Linked DNA regions of Urocitellus parryii: region 1 is linked to region 2. The links are chromatin contacts, called in public Hi-C maps. All regions are on one chromosome and are shown on one strand. Each heading gives the region's core, a stretch centred on a gene start, on an enhancer-like site or on the middle of the called end of the contact. The rest is flanking DNA. Distances are from core to core; before and after follow the strand shown. Region 1 holds the start of Bcl6 (BCL6 transcription repressor). Region 2 holds the start of Lpp (LIM domain containing preferred translocation partner in lipoma).

What was found. A called contact is a pair of places that touch in the nucleus more often than the background predicts.
Region 1: a Hi-C map of liver shows a contact between it and region 2, with 4 times the contacts expected there. The contact joins the promoter of Bcl6 here to the promoter of Lpp in region 2. A contact is called at or near these places in 2 of 2 Hi-C or Micro-C datasets (liver and muscle).

Annotation. Positions count from the first base shown.
Region 1 is chr2:182,396,814-182,400,956 of mUroPar1.hap1, reverse strand. Bcl6 (BCL6 transcription repressor) reads right to left here and starts at 2,566. Exons shown (of 10, transcript XM_026389338.2): 1 at 2,501-2,566. It overlaps LOC144253323 (a long non-coding RNA gene), which reads left to right and starts at 2,739. Exons shown (of 7, transcript XR_013343275.1): 1 at 2,739-3,167.
Region 2 is chr2:182,029,001-182,033,160 of mUroPar1.hap1, reverse strand. Lpp (LIM domain containing preferred translocation partner in lipoma) reads left to right here and starts at 2,807. Exons shown (of 12, transcript XM_026389376.2): 1 at 2,807-2,894.

The DNA.
Region 1 (4,143 bases), core at 1,317-3,816, 370 kb before region 2:
GTGGATTAGGGCCAGATGAACTTCAACTTGGGCTGCAGATTTACGAGGTTCTGTTCCAGTGCCAAAGGCTCTTGGTAGTAAATACTGAGCAAAATAGATACCTGTCTCCTGATGAATCTTGCCGGCCCTTCTTTTATTTTTTAAAGTTATTTATTAAAACCACACACACACACACACACACACACACACACACACCTTGCAAAGAAAAAGGGAAACTGGCAGTCTCTGTAAAGGAAGCCAGTGGCATCTCTCAGAGCCACAAACTGTATTTCTAAACAACCCTTTCCCTGGTTCCCTCTCTCCTGCCCCACTTTTTTTCTTCTTTCTTTTTCTTTTTTCTTTTTGTTTTTCTGAACAGTAAAAATTGCATCTACAGACAGTCATTTTACTTTAAAAAAAAGTGTTTAAATTTTTCCTCCTGGAAACTATAAAGTGTTTGAGAAAAAAAAAAAAACTTCATAAAAGATTAAATCACTTTCCTAGGGGGGTGATTGGCTGTCTGAAGCAGTCAGGGACCCTGTAACAACTCTGGACTTTCAGCAACCGGTTTAAGGTCATTTCCTCAGCTTAACTGTCAGGACCTCCACCATCCCCACCACGCAGATATAAGTGGGCACCACACAAAGGGTCTCCCCCCCGCCCCGATTCTTTTAGAAAATCTGTTGGGTTGTGCTCTTGCTTTTCATGGGGGAGTTTTAAAACTCATTGCAACATTAGTTCCATTTTTCTCCAGGGTTCCAATAGCACAGTATCATAAAAGCAACGCAACCCATAGTTCTCAAGACATTTACCACTGTCACTACATCCGGCAGCGGGGTGGCCCCTTGCTCCTGCTGCACCCCAGTGCAGCCGGTTTCCGAAGCTCCAACTCCCTACCCACTCGCGCCCCAGGCCGCCGTCGCCGCCGCTTCCCCCACTCCTACTCCCTCGAGAAGAGCCACAGGTTGCAGATCCAACCAACCTCGCAATCTATTTTTGCAAAATCACTCACAAAGGTCTCCCTTTTGCGCCCGCTCCTCCCGCCGGGTCCCCCAGCCATAGCCACAAAGTGCCCTTCTCTCCTCCCGGGTCTTGCACGTAGGGAACGCGGGCTGGAGCTCTGTTTGTCTTTCCCTCGCCCAGTGTAAGGACCTTAGGAATCTGAAGTCTGGCGTCCGCTCTACTCAGGCCCACAACTGCCTTTTTACGGAACGTGCAACATGGGGAAAAAGAATATAAAATTTAGGAAAGGGAGGGAACAACCATTGAGAGCCAACACAGAGTCACGCAGCGCCCAAAATACAAACACCGCGGCCGCCAGAAATCCCGCCACCTTCTCGCTCTCCTGGGCTGTCCTGTCAAGGTTCCCTGTGTCCCCGCACACCGAAAGGCGTCGCAGGTGCAAACACGCACCCCTTTCCTACCCACCCCCAACATCCCTGTCCGGCCGTCAGCCTCTCTTCTCGGGATGGGCAAAGGAAGCGCGCAGTGGCTTCCCGACTCCCTTGACTACAACCAAGAAAGATTAATTTTCAAAGTATTCAATACCCCCCCCCCCAAGCTAAACCTCCCAAAACACAGGGGAAGGGGACACCAAAACACTCGTCTCTCCTTAGGAAGATCACGGCTCTGAAAGGAAGTAGTAGACACGATACTTCATCTGGGTTTATGACCAAAAAAAAAAAAAAAAAAGAGTGGGGGAAAAAAAACACCCGAGGAGTTCGCTTGTATTTTTCCTCCCAAATCTCGGTTCGGTTGGAAGGCAGGGAATCTTAAGGACTGAAGCCGGTGGAAGGGAGCCAGCGGGGCGAGCAAGCGGGCAGCCTCCCTCCTCGCCTCCCGGAGTTACCCAGAAGGACGGGAGAAGAGAGGCTAGGGAAAGGAGGAGGGAGGGAGGGAAAGGGAGGCAGGAGCGAAGGAGCAAGGAAGGCAGTTTGCAAGCCAGAAAAGAGGGAAAAAACACAGCCGCACGAATCCAGCGAGATCACAAGCCGTACGCAAGCAGCAGCCTTTAGAAAGAGCGAGAGCGCGAGCGCGCGTCCTTTCCGCCGTCTGAGGCCAGACAGCCCCCAGACTTGCCAGAATCACCCCCTAAACACTGTCTCGTCCTCTCTGCTCCGGCCGCCCCCAAATTCCCCTCCTTCTCTCCTCCAACCTCCTTTTCAAAAACCAAAACAACATCAGGGAGGGTGGCAAAAGCCTCCCCAAACCGGCCGATTCCCTCAAAGACAACAAAATAATAATAATAATTATATATAAATCTATATCCTAGAGTGGGAGAGACGTGGGACTAATATTCGGCATTTATTTTAACACCTGACAGCTAGAATAAATAAATATATACATTTATATCAATAGATACACATAGGAAACTTGGAGCCAAAGCATTTGGCAAAAGCGGAAAAAAAAAGAATTAAAAGGTAAAATAATGATCATGAGCAGCGGCGGCGGCAGCGGCACCAGCGGCAACGGCGGCGGCGGCGGCAGCAGCAGCAGCGGCGGCAGCAACAGCAATAATCACCTGGTGTCCGGCCTTTCCTAGAAACTTCTTGCATCACCACTTCTAAGAACCCCAGTTCTAAGAATCAACAGAGCTCAATTCTCGGAATTTGAGCTGCGGACTTTACCACTGCTACGTGGCAGGGGAGGACACGGTGTCAGTTCTCTGGGTTTTTTACCTCCTCTGCCCGATAAAATTCCCTCAAAGTCACAATATTTTCCCACTTTACGGCATATTTTGAAGTTCTTACAGGATAACCGTCTTGGTTATGAATGTTCCGCTTCGAGGCTCGAGTGGACAGAAGGCAGCCCTCCCTCCAGGGCCTCTGCATGATGGTACGGCCTGCTCCGCCGCTGTCACGTGGGCGCCTCCTGTGTGACGTCGGCGTCTTCGCTGTAGCAAAGCTCGGCCTCTGGAATTCTGAGAACTAATTTGCTATTCGGTGACATAAGAGGGGGAGTGCGCTTTGCTTTCCCGGGGTCTGGGCTAATTCTTCCTCTCTTACCATAAACTCAGCTCCTCGAGCTAAATGCATAAAAGGGAGCGAGAGATTTGAACCACTAGAACAAGTATGTTATATATAGTAGGTTTAGAGAGACGAGTAAGAGGAAAAAAACAATAAACACCACAGCTCTCTCCAGCTAATATATTAGGCACCACGAGAAAAATATTTGCCAAGCAGTGTTCGGTGGGTTCATTTGCTTTATTTTTAATTTGGGACTGGGGTGGAGGGTGTTTTTGAGCTTTTTCTTTTTGGTGTGATGGCTTGGGATTTCTGGTTGTTGTATTTTGATGATTTTCAGATTTTTGCCTCTGATTTTTGCCTTTTGCAAGTTTGTGGTGTTACGTAAAGCTTAGGATCCGTCATCGGTTGATTCTTGTTTTGTGTGCGTTCTTTCTCTCCCTATCTAATCGCTCAAGCATTTAAAAGAAGATGTATTATTTCAATACTGATACTATTGAAAGACGCTTACATTTTTAATCATATGTGACAATCCCAACCCCCATTTTCCCCTCTTTAGTGCAATTTCCTTTTCCCCTTGGACTTTTACTGAAGAGAGGCTGTCCTGCACTGGAGAGAAATGCTCCAAGAATTTGTTTTGTTTTGGTTTGTTTCTTTCCAGGATAGCAAGTGGTGGGTTTACTCTGTTATTGTTGACTCTTAGGGAATTTCTTGTTGCAAGAAACGTGTGTATTTGGATATATGTACGTGTGTGTTCTGCAGAATTCTGTGAGCCAAATACATGTTTGTGTTTTGATTTTCCTTTTTGGGTTAATTCTTTCATTTCTTTCTTTTTTTCTTTCTTCCTTCCTTCCACCCCCACCCCCCACCCCGGGCTTGTTTCAAGGTCGTTGTGAAAAGTCTCTTCAGTCAGTGTTGAAGGGATCAGCCGGAGGGAATTCTAAAGGCCTGCCGTGCCAGTATCACAGATACTGCGTGTATTTAGAACAGACTGTGCTACAACTACAACGCACCGCACGGAGCACAGTCCTCTCAGCTCTGGAGTTGAGAGGAGGAAATAATTCTTTCTCTTTTTCATTTTTCCTTTCTTTTTAAAGGCAAATGCAGTGCAGAATTATTTCACTGTGGGCCCTGGTTTGTTTGTTCAGAGCTGCCAGTTTCCCTATTTAAATGTTGGTTGGGGTTTTTTCCCCTCCTACTC
Region 2 (4,160 bases), core at 1,558-4,057:
CCCAGCCTGCCTAAAAATCTTTTGTGCCATCAACACACTAATGAGATTGCTACTTTTGGTCTTGAAAAGAGCAGTGTTTCATCCTTGGACCATGGGACCCCACCCCACTTGAGACGGTGCATTTTTTATTCTCTGAACAGATAAACCAGCAGTACTAGAGAGTACTGAGTCTGAAAATTTACAGTCTTCCCTTCTGGTCCAAACCCCTGCATACAGCAAGTGTTAATAGGATGTTGAAAAAAAGTGACAGTGCAAAAGAAACCAGAATAGCAAACAAGAATGAGACGTTGGTTTGGGTTAGTACTACATGCGGTTCACCAAGCATCCAACTGATGATGTTGTCACTTATACGCCTGTGAAGGCCTCATAAATGGAAATTATCTTTTGTGACTAACATTATGTAATGCTCATGCTAACACCATGCCTACCTAAGAAATTCATAAATATTTCAGGAGGAGAAACACAGTGATGTTCCCCAACACACCCATGCAACAGTTTCAACATAATTAGTAGCATTTCTGGGTCCAAAACAGCACTCTTATAATGTGCATGATAGAGGAAATGAATGACTAATTATACCTTATTAAATTTTATTAATCCTCATTAGAACTCTATTATTCTTTATAAGTGGGAGAAAGAGGGGTGGGTGGATGGGGAAATGCAGGTCAAGTCCCGTTATAGCTGATGAGAATTGGGTGAATCCATTCTTACCTCCTGTGATACTGGGATTTTTTTCATACTAAATAGTAGTACTCAGGATGTGGGTTTGCTGAAATGTTTGATAGAATAAGTGAATTGTGTTGTGATAGGATTTGGTATTTTTAAAATCTCAGAACAAAATCTCTTTAAGAGCTCATCTTTCCCATTTTTAAAAATCGTGTTAGAAGTAAAAAGAAAAATAGTTCATTATCATGTGGAAGGGGTGGGTATCTCTACTCCCAGCCTCCTGCCATAGAAAGAGGTTTATTTAGGAAAGTAGATACTCATTTAAGGAAGAAATAGGGCAATCTCAAGAGAGACCCTTTGGGGATAAAGCAGGAAATACCCATTCAAGTGAGGATGTGGGCCATCTCAGGAGTGAGAGGCTCTGGGTGGGTATTCTCAGTCATCTTTCTCTGCTTCCAGATTCACATTTTTGTATGTATAGATGAGAAAATTAAGAGGAACAAAGAGGTTAAATAATTTAAACCCAGAAATATCTGAATTCAAAGACTTCACAAAAGAAATGCTCAATAAATGAGTCCAACAGCCTATGGTTTTTACATTTATTTCCTTAATTCTTGGTTAAAAGAATTCCATCAAAACCTAACCTCAAAAAAACCATGTTTAGGAGTTTTTGTGCATTATTAACTCAAAGTGTACTCTCATCATGTATGAGTGGAATCAGGTCCTGCTGGAGGTAAAGGCCAGGAAGATGGCATGGAAAGAGCACAGATCAGGTGACCTGTATGATGGGGGGGGCAGTTGAGTTCAGGTCTTGCTTAGTTATTTTGTGCTTGGCAAATCCTTTACCTGAGTTTTTGCCTTAAAGGTAGAAGATGGACTACAATTAATCCTATCCAACTCACTTGAAGATGTAATAATTCAGATGAAAGAGTGTTTTTATGATATATTGCAGTGAGGGATTATTCATTTAGATATGAATAGGATAGAAACACAAAGAAAGGAAGTCACAGGTTTGGAGTGCTTTCCAGGAAATAACCCCTGGATACAGTAAATGGTAGTTCTCACCTTTGTTCACATTTTCAAACGTCAGAGAAAAAAAAATCCGACTTGAACCTTCCAAGAAGAGGCTTGTCTTTATTCAAACCAGTCCACCCAGTTCGCATACTTTTTTTCGAAGCTGTAAGTACAGAGCAAGCTGTAGTTGTTTTAACTCCTGGGGTTCACCTCTTTCAGCACAGTACAGGGGAAGTTACCCTGAAGCAACTGAATGTCTCTGTTCCTCAGGGCTCACTGTCAACCAGAACCTTCCCAGAACTAGCTCTGGAAGGGAAATACAAAGTCACTTCACTGGGTGGTCCTCCTGCCTAGTCTGATATCTAACCTGGTTCTCAGCTCAGGGGTTAGGAGGCAGTCAGGACCCTGCCTGCGGGCTGGAATCAATCCTGAGGGGAGACAGGGACTCGGGTCCCGCTCCTGGATCTGTTGAGCGTAGGCTCTGTGGAAATCATTTCTTTTCTTCAAGTTTCAGCATTCTCACGGGTGAAGTGAATGGGTTGAAAGTTTTGTCTCTGCCAGTTTGAATATCCTGTAAATTTTGAGTCTTGCTGGGAATCCGGGGTGGGGCTCAGGAGGAGGTCTGTGGAAGGGAATACTTTAGCTCAAGCTCAGTCCCCTAATTTGGCACCGACATAGGAGACTCAAGTTGCCCCACTTCTCTAGCAGCCCCTCAACTCCGCCGCTTCCTCCTACGTCTCCTTCCTCTTCCTCCAGTGGAGGCAAGCCTCCACACCTCCCTCTTTCCCTTCCTCCTTTGCAAGTTCCCTACATTCCCACGTCTCCTCCTTTTCCTCCCAGGAAATGCAATGCCCTCTGTGCGCCCACCTTTTGGCAAAGTCACTGCCCACTGCGTGCGACCCCTCCCCCGCCGGGCGAGCGCTGCGCTGCGGCCCGCGGGCACACGCCTTCCCATACCTTACATGGACAAATGCGTGCAGGCAAAGTCAGGAATTCAGGCCCCTGACGTCAGCCTCCAGCGCTCAGGGCACCGCACGGGAGACCGAGGGGAGGGGGTGGGGACGGTGGGGAGGAAGGAGGGGGAAAGGCACCAACCAGCAGCCGCTCCAGCCCTGCCGAAGTTTCACTTTTTGTCTGTGGGTTCGCTCCCGGGCCCCGCGCGAGCTTTCCCGGGATAAGTAGCTTAGCGATCGGGGAGAGCCGAGCGCTGCAAGGTAAGGGCTGGCTGCACGACCCGGGACGCGGGGCGCTGGGCGCGGGCGGCGCGCTCGCCCGGACCGGTGCGGGGCGTGGGGCCGGGCCTGTCCGGGGCTGGGGACAATGGGAGGGGGAGTGCCGGGGCACCTCCTCCTCCGCCTCTGCCTCCGCCTCCAGCCGCCGCTGCTGCCGCTGCCCCGTCTGCCTCCTCCCTGAGGTATTGTTGCAAATCCTCCTTCCTTCCCCCTCACCCTCCGCCCGCGGGCGCTTCAAGAACCCCCAGCCCGCTCCGGGCGAGAGCGCCTCTAGGGTGGCAGGAGCGAGGGGTGCAGAGCGCCCTTCCCCGGCCGCCAGGCCCGCGGTGCGGAAGTGCCGACCGCGGCCCAATCACCGGGTGCACGCCGTGGGGGAGGGGGACCCAGAGTTTTTGGGGAAGCCTCGATCGGGGGTTGGGCGGGGTTGGAGTCTTGGCGCGCCCCCTGCCCGGGCTTTCTGGGCGCCCAGGGGGCGGGGCCACGCCTAGCCGCTTAGAGCTTTCGCGGAATCTCAGTTGTCACAGTGGAAAGGGCCTAGAGACCCAGTCATTCAAGTCCTCCCATTTCAGAGTTAGAGCAATCGAGGCCAAGACTGGAGGGTCTTCCCCGAAGTCATTCTTTAGAGATCGAGCCATAAATAAAGTAGGTGGCTCAGGACTCCTACTTCCCGTTCTGTAAGCATTTCTAGAGTCCCCACTGTGTGTCAGGCACTTTGCTGGTGTGTTGGGCCCAGATCTTACCCTCAGGGAGCACTCAACTGAGTGGAGAAGCCAAACCTGACCCAATAGGAAATGTTAAGTGCTGAGGGGAAATATAAGGATAAGAGTTTTAAGGAAATGGCCTTTGGAAGGGGCTGTGCTTGATTGTTGCTTTTGAAGGATGGGGAATTTTCTGAAGTCAATCAGCCATGGAGGAAGGGCATTTCAACGAGGCAAGTGCAGATCAGAGAAGACTGAATAAAGGGTGGGAAATAAAGATGAACTGTAAATGGGGGCATAAAGTTTGGAATAGGGACGGGTATGACCTGAGATGAACTCGTCCGTGGAATGGTACCTGGATTCTTGGGCAGAGTGGAGTCTTTGGGATTCAGGGTCCCAAGAAAACTCTACTTTCCTTTCCTTAGGAGGGTTCCACCACTTTCCCTCCAACAGGAAAGGATTAGCAAGAACTCAGGGTTATCTCTGAGCTACTTTCCTCAGCCAAACTCACTTAACATTGTTTCAATCACCTTATTCTTTTGATCCCCCA